Linked DNA regions of Danio rerio: region 2 is linked to region 1. The links are chromatin contacts, called in public Hi-C maps. All regions are on one chromosome and are shown on one strand. Each heading gives the region's core, a stretch centred on a gene start, on an enhancer-like site or on the middle of the called end of the contact. The rest is flanking DNA. Distances are from core to core; before and after follow the strand shown.

Region 1 (7,158 bases), core at 4,226-6,725:
TTTACACTCCTGTGAGATCTTTTAGGTCAAGTGAGCAGAATCTTTTTTTCAGTTCCACCGTCTAGGCTGAAACGTAGAGAGGACAGAGCTTTCTCTGTGGCAGGTCCTCGGTTGTGGAACACCTAGAACCCTGAGATTAGAATGGCTCCATCATTATCCATTTTTAAATCAGTTTTTAAAACGTACCTTTTTAGCTTGGCTTTATAAGATTATTTTAATAGTTCGTTTTGCCGCTAATTTTTTTAATTTTTACAGATGATTCTCTTGCCTTATTTCTGTGTTTTTATGTATATTTTACCTTGTCTTATGTAAAGCACTATGGTCAGTCTTGTGACAGCTTTTAAATATGCTTTATAAATAAATGAACTTGAAGTTAAATACTCATCATGGCCTCCCAATCATCCCCATCCACCAAATTGGCCCAATCACTGTCTCTCCACTCCACTTATAACAGGTGTGTGGTGAGCGCACTGAACCCATTGTCCTGTGGCTGCCATTGCATCATCCAAGTGGGTAAATTACATATTTATTTGGTTATTAAAATATTCTTTTTTGCAGATTAGGTCAATATCATGATAATACTGTATAATTGGATAAAAGCAATTGGAAACCAATATTATTATCAACTGACTATCTATCAAAGCAGCATATCTATCAACACATGGAAAATGTGCCCAGGGACACATTTCTGAGAACCAAGAATTATGTGCTTAGGCTTCATAATGGCTGCATTTTGTGTCAAAAAAATAATTATCCAGGGGGTACATCTCACAGCTTACCTCCATATGAACTTTATGGGGCAGTACAGTGAACGTTGGCTGACTTGAGAGGTAGAGCAAAGAACGTTCCAGAAAACGAAATCCAAAATAAAGAGCAGTGTGTTGCCACACAAACACAGTAGCTTTTTCTCTTCTAGTTTGTTTTTGAAAATACTTTAGGGGTTTCGGGAAGGGATTGTGTGGGTCAGTCAATATATTATGCACGGCAACAAGCCGATCGACCTCTCTTATGAACACAAGGGCAATGAGATTGGAAGAATGGTACACAGTAACCTCTCGTGGATTTACGAGAAATGGTCATTATGAGAAAATGTGCCACTAGTAAGGTATTTGAGATTGTCAAAACTGTACAAAGTGGCCTGTAGTAGATTTGTAAAAATAAAAACGTTGTCCAGGGTGCATAGTGTATTTCTTGGTTTTCAAAAGTGTAGCCCTGGCCAAATATTTCCAAGAATATCTATACGTTAACTATTGTAACATTAGATAAAGGTATCGTTCATCCAGAAATTATAATTCAGTAATCATGTATTTACACATAAATCTCTTAATGAATTACTTTTTTCTACTGTGCACTGGACTTTGAAAGTCTCAGGACCCTTGCTTTCTATGTATTGTCAAAGACCTCTTAGATTTAATGTAAAATTTGATTTTATGTGTCGCCTCACAGCAAGAAGGTTGCTGGTTTGAGCCTCGGCTGGGTCAGTTGGCATTTCTGTGTGGAGTTTGCATGTTCTCCCAGTGTTTGTTTCCTCCTGGTGCTCTGATTTTCCCCACAAGTCCAAAGACGTTCAGGTTAATTGGGTAAGCTAAAATTGTCCATAGTGTGTGTGTGTGTGTCTGTGTGTGACACAAAACATGTGCTGAATAATTTGGCAGTTCATTCTGCTGTGGCGACCCCAGATTATATTTAAACATGAACTCAACAAACAAACAGATTATTTTTGTACTAAACTGGGCCAGGAGATCCTTTGGAGAAACACTACGGTTCTAAGAACAACCATTCTTAAACAAACATTTAGTTCTTTGTTTGAAGAACATTTAATCTATTAAAGGATTATAAATGTCTTTTGTGGATGGCATGAATTTCAAAGTTTCTTAATTTATTATTCTTCAACAAATAACCTTTTTTTAAAGAGCGTCTGATTTGTAGATCCTTCTGTTTTTCCTCCTCTCTCTACATCTTCCTTGCTTCCGTGGCGAATCCTTCCTCCAGCCGGGAGCTGAGGCACAGTCTGCAGGTCAGAAACAACAGACAGGCCATCCGAGAGAAAAATAAACGTGTCGTTTTGTTATGTCTGCTCTGTTGTGTATTGTCAGAGCAACGACCTCTCGCTCCTCTGTTGTCTGATACTCTTCCAGTTTGTCTTACCCGTGTGAAAAGATGTTTCGACAATCTATTTCTGGCAGTGGTTAACACCCTGCAGTGACTATCACCTCTGTGACAAAGACAAATGAAGGTATTCATTTATTTGTTTTACTTACAATAAAAGGTTTAGAGTCAGGTCAGAATTAGAGGTCATTGCGATAAATAAATACAATTAATATGAATGAATTTGATTAAATAAAAAACTATTTGGAATTAAGGTTAGCTTACTCAAAAACATCTAAACCTTTTCATTATGTATTAGTTTATTAGTTTATATACATTTAAAGTCAGAACTATTAGCCCCCCTTTGAATTTATTTATTTTTTTTTTTAAATTATCCCAAATGATGTTTAACAGAGCAAAAAAATGTTCACATTATGTCTGATAATATTTTTTCTTCTGGAGAAAGTCTAATTTGTTTTATTTCAGCTAGAATAAAAACATTTTTTAATTTTTTAAAAGCCATTTAAAGGTCAAAATTATTAGTCCCTTTAAGCTATATTTTTTCGATAGTCTACAGTACAATAGATATATGGCTTGAATAATTTGCCTAATTACCCTAACCTGTCTAGTTAACCTAATTAACCTAGTTAAGCCTTCAAATGTCACTTTAAGTGTCTTTAAAAATATCTAGTAAAATATTATTTACTCTCATCATGGCAAAAAATTAAATAAATCAGTTATTAGAAATAAGTTATTAAAACTGTTATGTTTAGAAATGGATTGAAAAAGCCTTCTCTAAGTTGAACAGAAATTGGGGGGAAACATAAACGGAGGTGCCATCTGGAATTTTTTTCTACAATGAGTATTTTTTTTCAGCCTCTTATGTTCATATGCAGTTATTTCATGGTAAAAGCGATGAAAATAACCTATTCTTTGCCATAAAAGTAAAATTATTGATCGAAGACAGAAGCCAGAGAAAAAAAAATTCAGATAACACTTGGAGGTTTTTGCATCTGAACTCTTCATAAATAGTCTCTTCCTTGTAACAATACATATATTTAAGAATGCTATGGCTCTTTGTTCACTATTAAAGTTATTTCTCTAAGCTGCTAAGCTCCCAAATGACAGAAAAAGACTCCTGTGTAAGTCATTGTGTGAGGAGTACAAAATAAAAGTTCCCACATGCTTAGAGTTAAACGACATGTTTTGTGAAGTCAAGTAGTGAAAAATGCGTGAATTTTTGTTACTATACCACAATAACCTTTATAAATAAATTATGGTTTTAGCAAACCTCGTCATATTTGAAATGAGTAACAATATACTGGCAAGTTTCTGAATGGTTTTATGTTATATGTGAAATCATGACACAACCTAAGCTGACCTCCCCGGTAGATCTCAGCAAAACTACTTACCAACAACAAGTCAGGTCATCTTTATTTTTTTAAAGCACTTAATACAATGTAGATTATGTCAACGCCGTTTTACATAGATGAACAGGAAATTAATAAAAGTCATACAAGAAAATTAAATGTTGCGGAACATATTCAGCAAATCAAGCATTTAGCAGAAGGATGCCGGTGTAGTTTTAAATAGTTCAGAAAGAGTTCCGTTCAGTCCAGTATGAATGTGCAGAAATTAATGACCATTATTAGCTATGTTTCCATCTAAAGGTGTGAATTCGATTAAACCACTAACAATTTATGAAGGTGTCTAAGGAGAGAAAATGTAACGGTCACACTTTATTTTGATGGTTTGTTTGTTGAATTTACATTGTAATTAATTCTCATTAGATTATAAGTAGACTGTTAGGTTGTGGTTTGGGTTGGGGTTAGGGTTAGTGTAAGTTGAAATGTACTTGCAAAGTTTCTTATAGTCAGTTAAATGTCTGTTGAAGGAGCAGTATCAGCAGATAATAAGCAGACAATCTCCTAATACTTAAATGGACCATCAAAACAAAGTGTTACATTTAGAAAATGTTATTATGACTGAAGAAAATGAATGGAAATAAACAAGGACAAACAAACTTAATTTAATTTGTGTATTACTCTATGAGGAAATGCCAACAAGTGGTGCCAAAGCAAAGAACTAAACAAAACTAACATCCACACAAACTACAACACTAGATCCCCTCCAAACGTACTAAAGAAAATAAAAAATGTGAAAAAGAAACTGAAATCTTTAGCGTATTTGAAACTAGTAAATACACTCTCTGAAATAATAAACAAAAATACAAAAATCGGCGCTCGCCCACCAACCTAATGTTTCTGAACACTTGTATAACTATGACAAAATGTATGTCGCTAAACCTTTTAACCTTTTCCCTTTTCCCCAAAAAGGAAATTATAAACTTTGAAACCATATTGAGAATACAGATATTTGGATAAGTTCAGAGACAGTAAGGAACAAATCATAATACAAAAACAGAAGCGAGTGAACTCAACACAAAGCCATACACAAACAACACATACGAGGCATGCCAGTTAAATTTAAAGTCCCCAAGTAATCAAAACTAACCATATGATTTTGTTAGCTCACATTGGCAGTTTTGAGGTGAATAATTTATCTGTGCATGTCATTAATAAAATAAATATTGTTTGCCCTTCTAATCTTTAATTGAAATCTGTAAAAGCACTTCCTATTTTTATTTTCTGTTAAATTGTCATATTACGTAAATCTTAGAAATTGGCCGTGGCTAAGATACTGTATTTATTTAAAAAAAGCCAAATCAACAAACTATGTTTGTAACGACAAAACTTGTGACCTTAGTTGGCTAACGATGGTTTTCAGAAATGCACCCCAGATGGAGAAGTGACAGTAATGCACCACAAAGTTGTTGTTGACCACCATATGGATCTACTTTCATCGGCTAGACACTGGCCTCACAGCTCCGTCGGTGCCGTCATTTTTTGATCTGCAATCGGTAAATGTAGTTTGTGTGTTTACAACTGCGCTATTTGCTTAAAATAATAGCTTCACTACTGAAAAGCTATTTTATTTGAAAAGTAGTGTCACTATCGACACGCTACTGAGAAATGTACTTAAGCTAGCGCTGCTGGCCGGCACTGCTTCCCAGAAGCCAAACATCTGATTTCCATGACAGAAAAACAGAGGCCTGTGTAAAAATGCTGTTAAGATGTTGAACATCTTCCCAAGAGTCTATAAAGTAATTCAGTGTGTGTTTCTCCCACGCTGGCACTCTTCGTCTACAGACTTCACAAAGTCACCAACACCTCTCTAACAGACGCCGTATGCTGGTGCTTTTAAGCCAGAGGTTGCTTTGACATTACTTTGGTAATCCAGCTTTATTCCTCTTTTTAAAAGCTAGTGTTTCACATTGGCTCTAAAAGGAAGCCTCCCCACGGACGTTCCCTGGTTGGAATGTTCCTGGACATGAGCCAGTGGAGCACATTCTTTGGACCAATTATGTGCCATGTTGTCTCCCACTCTTTCCAGATCACACCATCTCTAATGCCATCCTTCCTCTCACAGACAATACAGCTTTCACCATGCTTCAAACCATCACTCCATTACTGTGACCTGGCTCATGCTGCAAATCACTGTGAGTTCAGCTGTGGCTGAGGGGGGTCAGAGGTCAACGACAGACGAGGAGACACAAACTGAGGGTCAGGGAGAGTGTAAGGTGGTCCTGAAACCAGGAGTGCTATTTATGAAAGCGTACTCTGAATGCAGCAAGTCTAGTTACAGTAGCTGGCCTGGCCTCTTTGATTCTTTGGTAAAAATGGATAGGAGATAGGAAAGTGACTGATTTGCTAAGAAGGTACTTATGACAAGTTGTGTGATAAAACTGGTGGGAAAAAAATTAAATGCACAAGAAAAATAGTTAAATAGGCCTTACATGGTTTGCTGCTGTAGCTGGTCTTCCAGCGACCCACTAAAGACCAGTGAAAATGGAAATATTATATTTGAAATTCATATTGTCTTTAATGCAGTCGGCTTAGTGTCTATTTCCGAGGTCGCCACAAAGGAATACACCACCAACCCTGTACTGGAAAACACCCATACACTTTCATTTAGACACTTATTTATACACTACGGCCAATTTAGTTTATTCAATTCCCTTTTAGTGCATGTCTTTGGAATGTGGGGGAAACAAGAGCACCCAGAACATGGGGAGAGCATGCGAACTCCACACAGAAATGCTAACTGGCCTAGTCGGGATTCGAACTAGCGACCTTCTTGGTGTGAAGGAACAGTGAGCTGCCGTGCTGCTAGATATGAATATTCACAGTAAAGTTTGACCATACACAAATATCTTAAAATTAATTATTCACTCCATTTGAGCATTTCTCTCGAGCAATTTAGCCACCCGTGAAAAAAGTTGTTCAAATTGCTAAACACCTTTAATGAGAAGCTGTGAAACCCTAAGTAAACTTTACTAATATCTACCTTTAAGGTAGCAATATGGATGTTTTAGGTACAAACATACACTTTTTGAAAAGGTTTATAATGTTTTTAGCAGGCTATAAAATAATCTTCCTATGAACAGTGATGTTAGCATGTTGCTAGGCTAACAACCAGCAAACCAGTTTATTTTCAATTTTTTTCTTTTTTTTTTTGCAGGACAAAATAAACGGTCATTAAAGATATATTTTAACATGTTTCAAGTTATCAAACAGCACAAGCTGTCTCTCTGTCATCATCTTACAAAATAAAGGTTTGTATCCATTTCGGGGTCAATCACACAAGCGCGTGTCCACATGAAAGCATCTCAAGATGCATTAAACCCAATTTCATAGAACTTTCAAATAATTTTTTGAACCTGAGCTTCCAACAGTTCACTTGAGACAGTCTTTATGTTGAGAAGTGTTGACTAAAAACGTCACCTGGTCAGGCGGGTTTTGAAGCAGAGCTAAGCTGTACATTTCATTCTCAAACCCTTTTAATCATACGATCTGAAGTGCTTCTATTTGTAAGTCACACTGTCTGTTAAATGGATTAATGTAGATGTAAATACAAAATTGTTTACAACTAGAGTCCGAGAGGACACATCAAAGCATTTCCTTCTTACGCTGTGAGAAATTATCCTCTCAAGATGGCCAGAGGGAAAGG
Region 2 (7,037 bases), core at 4,469-6,968, 210 kb before region 1:
GTTGGATGGCGATCATAACCGTACGTTTGATGCACCAAAAATATTTCCTACAATTTTGTCAAAGTGCTCATGATACTATTTTACTACGAAGTATTTATTCACAAATTTGGATTTAAACTGTAAGTTAATCCAGTTTCATAAATATTGTTATGAGATTATCATTTAAAAAAATTAATAAATAAATATAAAAAATACTAAATAAAATGCAGTCACTAAATTATTGTAGATTGATTGGCCCCACAGACGTTGATAACACTCCCCCTTTACGTAAGTACATTATTTATTTTTTTTAATTACGGATGAAGTTCTTGTAACATAACATTTAGTACTGCTTGATGACGAGACGAAACACAACTTTGGGTTCACGAGTTGTTAATTATTATTATTAAATTATTAATAATTTATTTATTAAGAAATTATTATTTTTTTAAATGAAAAAATATTTTATCTGATTGAAAACCACAAATTCCAAAAAAAAAAAAAAAAAAAAAAAAAAATATATATATATATATATATATATATATATATATATATATATATATATATATATATATATATATATATATATATATATATATATATAAACAAATAAATGCATTTTAAAATGAGCTTTTCAGAGTATAGTTTATATATATATTTTTTAATTCATTTATTTATTTATTTTGCTGGTTTACTAACAAGGGCCAAAAATCTCAATGATTTAGTGTATGTATTTTGCAAAAAGATACATCAATAGAAGAAGCTGTATTGATAATATTGTGGCTCAAAAAGAAATATGGATAAACTATATTATATATATATTATTAATATATAGGATATGTATAGTAAGTGTGTGAGGTCTTTTGTTCATTTTGTCCATGTGTTTGTGTTTTAAAACAAAATATTGATTTTTAATTGGTTTGCACGTAAACTTGCTAAATTATTTAAAGGAATAAACTGCAATATTCTAAGAGTAATTAATGAAATGTATTAAAACCACATTATTTTATTTACCAGAAGCAAAAATATAGCATTTCACTGAATTCATTATTTTTGTGTGCCACCCCAAGATTTGGTTTGGCCTCAAATGGTCATTCCTAAGAAAATTTCTGGGGGTTCCAGTGTCATCATTAAAAAATATATATATATAACACTATATATATATGGTATACACACACACACACACACACACACACACACACACACACACATATATATATATATATCACCATATATATATATATATATATATATATATATATATATATATATATATATATATATATATATATATATATATATATATATGGTATAACTTGTGTAGCGATGGGAAAATAAAAACTGGCTAGCACATCCACTTTCCTCCATCAGAATTGTGCGAATAATTACTTGAATAATTAAAAGTTATCTTTGTCTTAAAGCCTTCTTCTATCCATGATTTTCAAAATTTATAATGACATGGCAGTCGAAAAACGGTATAACAGAGCTCACATAGGGGTCAAATTCTGGACGTTCTCAGTGGAGGGAGAGGGGGTCTTTCGAACCAGCCTGTATAATGGTTAATAACAAGTCACGTTTCAGTGACTTTCCTCATATTTGTTATTGAAAAGGTGATTGTTCTGTTATCTACTGTGTCCTTGCTTCACTTTGTGTCATTGTATTGCATAGTATAATGCCCAGGTCAATGATCAATCCCGTCCTTTCCGAAACTAAAAGTGTCCTGAAAGTCTGTTGGTGGGTCGGTCTTATGGAGATTAGTGTTAGGAGTTCCTCTTCCCGTAATACACGCCCACTACTGCAGATGACGTAGGTCTTCCGACCACGCGCTTGCCTAATATGGCTAGGTAGTGCCACTTTTCCGGTATGAGGTCATCGTTTGCCAAGTTTGGCCAGTGAAATAAGAGGATCTGAAAGATGCTAAATATTAATTCGTGTCGGTGACCTGAATATAAAATCAGACTTCTGATTGTGTATCATAACACACATCAAAAAGAAAGGAAGAAACAAAGAAAATAGTAATGCTGGTGCCATTTGTAAACAAAGATTTTGAATTTATTCGATAAACAAAGAGAGCATATCTTATATATTTTTTACATGTATGATATAATTTATTTCTTATGTAAGGTATAGACGTTATTGCACCTCTAATGCGTTCAATTGGAGGTGTTTTTTTTTCTCTCTAAGACAAAAGTTACTTTTTAAAGTGCTTATAAGAAACCAGGGGTTCAGATTGCAGAATTTAGTAGTGTCTTAAAAGCCCCAAAACACAATAGGAGAAAATGAAATCACATTATAAACTAGATTTCTGTCTGAGAGCCTGCTTTAAATTCACCAGGCGCAGGCCAATGGCGCCCTCTTCTGGTTCTACTGCTCAAACTGCTTCTCAAACACGGTCAGGGATATTGGTGTCGTACTATTTTACCACAATGCTAAGTGAATCATTGTCCTTTTTTGATAATTGTTGTTTCTTTCAAACAGATTTACTTAGACTACAGTCTAAGTTTATATCACTATTATGGGTAAAATTGTAAGTTCTAATTTTTTACATAATAGTTTACTAATTTTTTACAGCTTTTACATTTTACTGAAGTGCTTTTACTGAACACATTTTGCAAGCAAACATAAGAACGGACCCTTGAAAACATTTGTCTCTGCACACTGCAGACACAAATATGAGCCCATGACTAAAGGCATGCATAATACTACTTAAAGTTCACCCCAAAAAGTTCAATTCTGTCATTTATTTACAATTTAGTTACATGTTTCAAACGTTTATGAGTTTCTACAGTTGAACACAACATTTATTTTAAATAATGGTGGAAGCTGACAATCCTTACCTTTTACAGTATTTATTTTTCTATTGAAGTCAATAGTTACAGGTTTTCAGCTTTCTTCTAATATGAATAGTTCAGATGCAAAAATCTCTAAAAGCTGTTATAAATTTCTTAATTTTTTTATCAGTCTCTTGTATGTAGGTTCAGTATTTTCAAGTTTATGGCACAGAATATACTCTTTTGAAAGTCTTTAAAATTAAATATGTCGACAGAAACATAGGGGTCTGAATAAAATGCTGATTTTGATGAAAGTTTAAGATGGCATTTAGAGGTTTTGCATCTAAACTCTTTATATATTCATATTTTGCGTTGTTCAACAGAATAAGGAAACTTGTTAAGCTTTGAAACCACTTGAAGGCAAGTAATATAGTGAGTAAATAGCAAATAGTGAGTCAATTTCTTATTTTGGGGTGAACTATAATTTACAATGGGTGTTTATTATTTGCAGCATTATTTGCCTATAAATGTTAGTAAATCATTTTCATCAGTTTTAACATTTGATAGCCTAAATAACACACTATTGTTATAAGGAGTATTTTTAAATTTCAACCATTTATTAATTTAATATTAAGTCATTGTTGCTGGTTAAATTGTTAAAACTTGTATACATCTTCAACTTCTACAATTTTTTTTAACATATTTGCAGGCTAACACTAACCTTAATAAACTTTTGTTTCAGTTGACACAAAAATGAGGCCATGATTAAAGGCATTGGTCTATTTAGTACTTGACTGTGTGATAATTACTTGATAATTTCAGCATTACTGATTTAAAGAGTCAATCAAATTATGTGTCTGCTTTATTTTGATGTAAAAATGTTATATTAAGTTTGCATTTAACCTTTAGCAATTAAGCATGTATTTATAATGTTATTATTTTTAATTACTGTAAGGATGTTTTTTGACACCCTTTTTTCCCAGTCCTGTCTGTGGACTTTACAAAACAGCCAGTCTCTTCCAAAACATGTTATTACATGTTTGTCAATTTGAACACACACACACATACACACACAAGCGTCATTTCCATTAAGACAACAGAGACATTGTTTTTCATTTGACATACTTTATTACAGTTCATAAATATTGATTAGTTTCTGAGGTGCTCAGAAAACAAACATAAAAAATTATTGTACTTTACTTACAAATGGTAAACTTAAGTACTCCTGGTTGATCATATTTACAAATAACAATGAGTGAAACCTCATTAATGAACTTTTTTTTTAGAAAAAGAAACTGCTTAAGTTGGACTAACTCAAAAGGAAAAAAGTCGATTTCCGTTCAATTTAAGAACAACAAAAAAAGTACAATATGTAGCTCAGAAGTCAGGCAGCTTTTTTATCAAAAGTTTAGCAGACACAACGTCCTGCTTGGTGAGCCAGTATCCCTACTGTACGGCAGTCGCGTCTCTGTTTTACTCCTATAATACTGAGTGCTCCTTTGAAGCGTATAGGTCCATGCACAACCTGGTCGATGTGAACAAGGATTTCGTCAGAAAGTAAAACATGTAACAGAGTGAGTCTCATGCGCTCTGCGTCTCTGTCGGACCGAGTGAAGTTTTGCGCTCCTCAAAAGTCCAGTCGGATCATCCTTTAACGGCACGCGGCCGGCCGGACGGTCCCGGTCCCCGCGGGCTCTGTCGCGCCAGATCGCAGACATCAAGCCCCTGAAGTTTGTTTATGTGGCTGAACTCAAAATGTCCTTCGGCTCTCCTCAGAAGGTTTGCAGCTGTTGTGTCAACATGAGCTGGCAGCCGCTGTTGACGTGGTTCATGACTTTCTGCTTGAGCTGTGCCACTTGCTCGCGCAGCATGTTGGCGGTGGACGCGAGCTCCGAGTTTTGCGACTTCAGGGTCTTGACTTTGTCCTCCAGCCGGGAGATCCTCTCCAGTTTCCTCTTCCGGCATTTGGACGCGGCGATTCTGTTTCTCATGCGCTTCCTCTCGGCTTTAATCCGCTCCTGGCTCTCCATGTCGATAGGAGAGAGCGGTGGGGTCTCGCCGGGCATCTCGGGCACCGTTTGGGGCTCCTCTTTCAGGGCCTGGAGGCGCGGGTGCTGGACGGGCAGCTGCGGTGGTGCGCTCGGGAAGCTCATCGCGGCTGGATTGGCCGAGCTGCTGCTGATAGCAGGGTTGAACGTGTTCAGATCCGCGTAAACCGGCGGATCAGCGCGCATGGCTGAGCTGTAGACCGCACCGCCCGCTATGGACGAGACCGGTGCCATGCTGCTGTTGATAGTAGTTTGGGGAGCCGAGGTGACGTTGGGCATGTGCTGGTGGTGCAGCTCAGCCAGTGCCCTCACAAAGCCCTCCGCGAACCCCTCCTGCTCATCCGTCACGTTCTTGGGACACAGAAACTGGGTCGGAGTTGGCGTCGTGGTGATCATGCCGTTGCTAGACTGGATGATGAGCCTCTCCAGCTCCGGTGATGCCAGTTTGAGAAGTCCCACGTCGGGAGAAGTGAGGATATCGCTGGCTTTGGCCCTCAGGTGGGGCTTTAGGTTCCCCGCGGGGTCGGACAGATTGAGCGTCATGTTGTGTTTCAGAGCCTTGTGGTTGTATCCAAAAGTGGCGCTGTCATGCTGAGAGAAAGCGCTGTTTAGAGAGTCATCGTAGAAAGTAGTTTCCATCTTGGTAGACATAGAAGGCAAAGCGAAACTTTTAGTTCAGAAGCAGTCTTTTAGGCGCTGTTAAGCACTGTCCGCGTTCAGTAACGAGCGCTGCGGTGTTTGGAACAAAAGCGAGAGGATTGGAAAAGTTCCTCAACTCCCCGTCCCGCGAGAAACTTACTGCGTAAAGTTATCGCCAGTGTCACGGGCTCGTCTCCTCCTGCCTTCCGCGGATAGAAAGTTCTTCCTCCGCCGCTGTCGCGCTTCTCAGACACCAGCAGATAAACAGTGCTTAGCCGAAGGCTTATTTATGTTGGTTTGAGTGAGGTGTTTCACTGTGGCGAGGTCTGTATACTCTGAGCTTCTCCAGCGTGGAGGCAAACCTTATCTGCTACCGCTGCCCCACTAAAAATAGAAATGATGTAATGCGCGCAGCCTCTCATTGGCTGGAGGCGTTTTACTGGGCGTGTCACAATTTCAGATAAGGCGCGTTGCCTAGACGACCACCCAGAAGATTCTACTCGCGGTGCCTGATGGGATGAGGTAATGCTGTAAAGCAGTGCATTGTGGGATTACGTATTGTTTTTGAATATCTGGTTACCCGCTTAGCTGTTTTAGACCGTGGCGGGATACAAAGAAGCAGAGTAATGTACAACGCGCCACTTTTAGAACTTAAACTTTACTATAAGTTTGAGAAGAAGAGGCAGAATAAATGTGTGCCGCTGTATGTTTGAGAGTTGACCAATTCTTGCGCGAGTTTCGCAAGACGCGGCCATTCTTTAACAACAGCAAGTTCCAAACACTCTCTGGATCCAGTTTAATGTATTGCATATACATCAGTAAGGTAAAAAATATATATTAGAAATACAGTTTGGAGTCAGTGAAACTAATTTCCAACCTTACAATAAAATGTTGAGGGAGATTTAAAACGAAAAAAAAATAGAAGAAATGCCTTCTGAAATAATAAATTAAATAAGCATAACTTGATGTTACTCATTTTGTTTGAATATAATGTTAGATTAGCTGATTAAAAGTATTTTTTTTTAATCAGTCGTTGAAATATATTATGAATTAATTAGTATTTGCTAATTTTACTCTTCTTCACTTCCAGCACTCCCTTGTTGGCCCCCTGGGGGTCCCCGAACCCTAGTTTAAAAACCTCAGTGTTATACAGGCATACATAATTTAATCTGGCACGAAGAAACAGGGCTATAGTCTGCTTTTTTATGCCAAAGTGCATTTGCTCCGTCAGCCAATGGTCTAAAAATGGGGGCGTTTCTTATTGTGGAGTGACAGCGTGCCACAAAGTCCAGCCGCCGTATCCGTGACAGTCCCTAGAGATCCTCTCAAAAGTGCAAACAACCCTGTTAAACGTCACTGCGTCAACCACAACCACAAACTGATCGAATATAGCGTGACAGCTGACAAGTGACGTTTCAGTTTACTTTCTGAGATTTTTACTGACGTTGCTTAAACGTATGTAAAGACACAATAGCTAGTTTATTTGTATTTATAACAACATTAGTAAGATAAATATACAGGTAATGTTGAGATGGACATTTGCAAGAATGGTCGTTTTTATTATTGTTTATTTTATTAATTAGTTTTTGTTATGAGTACA

What was found. A called contact is a pair of places that touch in the nucleus more often than the background predicts.
Region 2: a contact with region 1 is called in a Hi-C map of an unstated tissue, with 2.4 times the contacts expected there. The contact joins the promoter of jun here to the enhancer-like site in region 1. A contact is called at or near these places in 2 of 18 Hi-C or Micro-C datasets (caudal fin and an unstated tissue) and 1 of 4 datasets of contacts at active chromatin or transcription factors (caudal fin).

What each region holds. Positions count from the first base shown.
Region 1 is chr20:16,571,203-16,578,360 of GRCz12tu, reverse strand. No RefSeq gene overlaps it. Among named protein-coding and RNA genes, the nearest start is that of prdx6, 150 kb to the right of the region's middle. Within about 2 kb of position 5,475, at least 18 of the 62 cell types and tissues checked have an H3K27ac peak or open chromatin away from gene starts, as enhancers often do.
Region 2 is chr20:16,778,556-16,785,592 of GRCz12tu, reverse strand. jun (Jun proto-oncogene, AP-1 transcription factor subunit) reads right to left here and starts at 5,718. Exons shown (of 1, transcript NM_199987.1): 1 at 3,859-5,718. The coding sequence starts at 5,449. The coding sequence ends at 4,523. It also overlaps a transcript of caiap not described here.